Regions from separate parts of the Pan troglodytes genome. Here region 2 is linked to region 1. A link is a contact called in public capture Hi-C data. All regions are on one chromosome and are shown on one strand. Each heading gives the region's core, a stretch centred on a gene start, on an enhancer-like site or on the middle of the called end of the contact. The rest is flanking DNA. Distances are from core to core; before and after follow the strand shown.

Region 1 (2,538 bases), core at 11-2,510:
AGTAGGCTTTGGGCAGGGAGTCTCTGACCACCATTCTTTTTTTTTTTTTTGGAGCAGAGTCTTGGTTTGTCACCTAGGCTGGTGTGTGCAGTGGCGAGCTCTCGGCTCATTGCAGCCTCCCCTTCCCGGATTCAGCCATTCTCCTGCCTCAGCCTCCCAAGTAGCTGGGTCTACAGGCATGTGCCACTACGCCCAACTAATTTTTTGTATTTTCAGTAGAGATGGGGTTTTGCCATGTTGCCCAGGCTGGTCTTGAACTCCTGGATTCAACCGATCCATCTGCCTTGGCCTCCCAGAGTGCTGGGATTACAGGCGTAAGCCACTGTGCCTGGCCTGGTTTTGTTTTATAGATGCACAGTCATATAAAAATGTAGGAAATATTTTATTAAATGCCTGCAGAGTTAAAAAAAAAAAAAAAAGCGGACACCAACCAATTGCCTTTTATGTACTGGGCAGTGTTTTAAGTGCTTTTTTGTAGAAGCTGCTTTTATGTCTATTTTATCAATAAGAAAACTTAAGGTCAGAGAGTGCCTAGGGTCACATAGCTAGGGAGAAGCCACCGTGGGGTTAGATGTGAGATAATGTGAAACTAGATATTGTCCCCCGCAGAGACTGTGTTTTGTCAAGCAAATCTAATTTCGCTTGAAATACTTCCTGGGCTTGTTTTATTATTTATTTATTTATTTATTTATTTAAGAGGGGGGGTCTTGCTCTGTCACCCAGGCTTGTTTTATTTATTTATTTATTTGAGACAGGGTCTCGCTTTGTTGCCCAGGCTGGAGTGCAGTGGCTCGTTCAAGCAATTCTCCCACCTCTGCCTCCTGAGTAGCTGGGATTACAGGGGCGTGCCACCACATCCGGCTAATTTTTCCATTTTTAGTAGAGATGGGGTTTCACCGTGTTGGCCAGACTGGTCTCAAGCTCCTGACCTCACGTGATCCTCCTGCCTCCGCCTCCCCAAGTGCTGGGATTATAGGTGTGAGTCACCATGCCCAGCCTTGGACTTGTTTTAAAGAAAAGAGACTCTTTTCCTTCCCTGCCAAGCAATTTCATGGAAAATAGTTGGGGGAAGGGAACAGTGAGCGCCTTGGATACCGGACAAAAGTGTGTGGGTGAGGTGGGTGTGGAGCAGGTCAGGGGGGCGAGGTTATGATACCAGGACCAACTGGTGATAAGCTCCTGGTGGCCCTGCCTCTTGATTCTCCAGAGAAGGACTCACTCTCCTTTTTCTCGGTGACAGAGCTGAGGCTAGCTCAGGAAGGGGGAGTCATTTGCCCTGGGACAGCCCTGGAGACCCCGATGTCTTCTCAGATCTGTCCTGTCTAGTAGTCCTGATCTGTGCCCGCTCACTTTGAACGCAGAATCTCACCGTGAGGCAAACTCTTACCTTGAGAGCATCTAGCATCTGGCTTCTGTTCCGCTCTGCCCCTCTTGCTGGAGATACGGTTCTTCAGGTCTCAGGAGAAAGACAGCAGTCAGAATGGATGAGAAGCTGGTGATTTCCAGCCCTCTGATAGAGCAGATCGATATTTTTGGGGTGTTTAGTTTTAGTTTGTGTTACGATCTGGTATCACCGAGACTTGCAAACAATCCGCCTGTATTCTGAATTCGGTCCCAGGGATATGCTTTATTTCTCCTGGGTTGTTTTCTCTTAGATGCCAACTGTTGAAATGGGGGTAAAATGTAACATAAGAAGTCTATTTTGTCTTCTTCTCTTTAAAATATTGGAAAACGTGGCAGTATTGGGTCCAGATTCCTACATGGTTGCTTTGGATCGCAACTGAGTAGATACTGCTTTCTCCCTTTCCACCAGACGTGAGTTTTCTGCTTCTGCAAAGTCCCCTTTGCTCCCCACTGCTTTCTACCGGGCTTCAGTTTGTGGTCTGTGAAATCTAAAAGGCCACCTTGGAGGTTGGGTGCAGCGGCTCACACCTATAATACCAGCTCTTGGGGAGGCCAAGGTGGGAGGATTGCTTGAGTTCAGGAGTTCAAGACCATCCTGGGTAATGTAGCGAGACCCCATCTCTACAAAAGTATACAAAAGTTAAAAAATTATCTGGGTGTGTTGTGGCGCGTGCCTGTACTTCCGCTACTTGGGAGGCTGATCTGGGAGGATTCCTTGAGTCCAGGAGTTTGAGGCTGTAGTGAGCCTTGATCATACTTCTGCTCTCCAGCTTGGGTGACAGAGGGAAACCTTGTCTCTTAAAAAAACAAGCAAAAAAGACTGGGCACGGTGGCTAATACCTATAATCCCAGCACTTTGGGAGGGTGAGGTGGGTGGATCACGAGGTCAAGAGTTCAAGACCAGCCTGGCTAACATATAGTGAAACACCGTCTCTACTAAAAATACAAAAATTAGCTGGGCGTGGTGGCACACACCTGCAGTTCTGGCTACTTGGGAAGCTGAGGCAGGAGAATTTCTTGAACCCAGGAGATGGAGGTTGCAGTGAGCTGAGATCATGCCACTGTGCTCTAGCCTGGGCAATAGAGCGAGACTGTCTCAAATAAATAAATAAATAAATAAATAAATAAATAAAT
Region 2 (2,538 bases), core at 19-2,518, 110 kb before region 1:
TAGTGATGGGGTCCAAGAATGTCCATGACGCATGAGACCAGAGCTCCCAGCCCGGGGAATGGAACGCTGCTCTCTCTGGAGCCACCAGGGGGCGCCATTTCTCCACGGAGTTTCGCGAAGGCCGCGCCGCAAGAAGCTGCTCTCCCAGCAGGAGGCGAGGCTCTTTGCCTGTTGCAGGGTTGGGTATGTCGGCAGGATTTGGAAGTGCTCAAGCAGGTGGTGGGAGAGCTTGCTTTGATGCTCCCAAAGAAAGTGTTGCCCAGGTTCTCTCCTGCTTGTAATTAGACCTGTGTTCCACCCCAGACTTTGGCTGCAGCTGCGTGACCCTGGACAATTCACTGTGAATGTTGCAGCCGTGGTAATCTCATCCATAAGAACACTGGGACCCCATGGGATTGTGTGTGGACACAGTGAGATGAAAGCTTGCAGGCACCAACCATTGCTCTGAAATGGGAGCCAGTGATGGGATCAGAGTTTGTTAATTATACTACTAATCAACTGAGCCCTGGTTCTCAAAGCCTGTTACCTGGATCAGCAGCAGCACCTGCTAAATTCTGATGGCGTTTGATAGAAATGCAAATTCTCAGCCCCACTTCCCCCAAAGTCCTTGATTGAATTTATTAATCTGCCGGGTGTGATGGCTCACGCCTGTAATCCCAGCACTTTGGGAGGCCGAGGCGGATGGATCACCTGAGGTTAGGAGTTTGAGACTAACCTGGCTAACGTGGTGAAACCCCTGTCTCTACTAAAAATACAAAAATTAGCTGGGCGTGGTGGCACCTGTAATACAAAAATTAGCTGGGCGTGGTGGCGGGCCCCTGTAATCTCAGCTACTTAGGAGGCTGAGGCAGGAGAATCGCTTGAACCAGGGAGGCTAAAGTTGCAGTGAGCTGAGATCATGCCATTGCACTCCAGCCTGGGCAATAAGAGTGAAACTCTGTCTCAAAAAAAAAAAAAAAGAGTTTCTTAATCAAAAGGCCTGAGAATTTCAAGAAATGCAGATTCTCAAATCTTTCAATTGAGAAACTCGGTGGGGGTGAGTCCCTCAATCAGTGTTTAGCAAGCTGCCCACGTGCTTCTGATGCCTGCTCAAGTCTGCTTAGAGCAGTAGGGACTTCTCCTGTAGGGGTTTGGAACACAATACCCCAAATTACAGCACTTTGGCAAACTGAGCATTTGAAGCTGAAGGAATTTGAGGAAGCCATAGAAGCAGGAAGGTCACTCTCTGACCTTCTCCTGCCTTCCTCTTCTGCAGTGGGCCACTCAAGTTTTCTCTGACCTGCCTCTCCTGAAAGCAGGCCCCAAGCCCCTCATTCCAGAGGGGGTCCGGTCCTGTCCGTGGAGACAATGAAGACTAAACTCACAGGCCTTGCTAAGTTCCCACCGTGTACATCATTGGATCAAACCCTTTTGTCCTCCTGTGACACTGCTGCTTGACTGTCCATAAAAACACAGGTGCCCTGGGTCACGGTTCTTCACTTTGGAAGACTCCTGAGTCACTCAAAACTTGGGTTAAATAAATTTGTCATGCTCATCTCTTGTTAATCTGTCTTTAGGGGTGTTAGCCATGAACCTTGTGATGGGTGAGGAAAAGGTACTTTTTCTTCCCTACAGCCCTAAATCATAGTTAGTTAGGAGTGGAGCTGAAATTGAAAAAAAATTTAAAAATTAGATTTACTGCCTGCAAAGCTACAACCCAGGATATGGTGTGCGTGTATATCCCATTAGTGATGGACATGCCAAAATGCCGCCCCTCCCCCTGCTTTTTTTTTTTTTTTGAGACGGAGTCTCGCTCTGTTACCCAGGCTGGAGTGCAGTTGTGCCATCTCAGCTCACTGCAACCTCCTCCTCCCGGGTTCAAGCAATTCTGCTGCCTCAACCTCCCAGGTAGCTGGGATTACAGGCGTTTGCCACTGCGCCGGGCCAAAATGCCTCTTTTTCTTCTAGTTTAAACTTGTAGTTTTCTAGAACAGTGGCGCTCAACCGTGGCTACACATTAGAATCAGCTGGGGCTCTTTAAAAACTATATCAACCTGGGTGCGGTGGCTCACGCCTATAATCCCAGCATTTTGGGAGGCCGAGGCGGGCAGATGACTTGAGGTCGGGAGTTTGTGACCAGCCTGGCCAACATGGTGAAACCCCGTCTCTACTAAAAATGCAATAAAATTAGCCGGACATGGTGGCAGGTGCTTATAATCCTAGCTACTTGGGAAGCTGAGGGAGGAGAATTGCTTGAACCTTTGAGGCGGAGGTTGCAGTGAGCGCAGATTGCACCATTGCATTCCAGCCCAGGCGACAGAGCGAGACACCAACTCAAAAAAACAAACAAAAAAAAAACAACAAAAATCAAATGCTTGGTCGTCTCCCCAGACCAATTAATCCACAATTTCTGGAAGACCCTGTGCTTTTATAAATTCTTTTTTTTTTTTTTTTTTTTGAGATGGAGTCTTGCTCTGTCGCCCAGGCTGGAGTGCAGTGGTGCGATCTCGGCTCACTGCAAGCTCCGCCTCCCGGGTTCACGCCATTCTCCTGCCTCAG

Evidence for each region. Capture Hi-C pulls out chosen DNA fragments and counts their contacts.
Region 2: a capture Hi-C map of stem cell-derived neural stem cells shows a contact between it and region 1, with 4 times the contacts expected there. The contact joins two enhancer-like sites. A contact is called at or near these places in 3 of 7 Hi-C or Micro-C datasets (blood, induced pluripotent stem cells and stem cell-derived neural progenitor cells) and 1 of 1 other capture datasets (stem cell-derived neural stem cells).

The regions. Positions count from the first base shown.
Region 1 is chr21:53,539,138-53,541,675 of NHGRI_mPanTro3-v2.0_pri, reverse strand. The region is part of intron 10 of ZMYND8 (zinc finger MYND-type containing 8); the gene reads left to right. Among named protein-coding and RNA genes, the nearest start is that of ZMYND8, 91 kb to the left of the region's middle. Within about 2 kb of position 1,260, at least 2 of the 24 cell types and tissues checked have an H3K27ac peak or open chromatin away from gene starts, as enhancers often do. A contact at or near this core is called in stem cell-derived neural stem cells, where this site is marked.
Region 2 is chr21:53,648,766-53,651,303 of NHGRI_mPanTro3-v2.0_pri, reverse strand. No RefSeq gene overlaps it. Among named protein-coding and RNA genes, the nearest start is that of ZMYND8, 19 kb to the right of the region's middle. Within about 2 kb of position 1,268, at least 10 of the 24 cell types and tissues checked have an H3K27ac peak or open chromatin away from gene starts, as enhancers often do. A contact at or near this core is called in stem cell-derived neural stem cells, where this site is marked.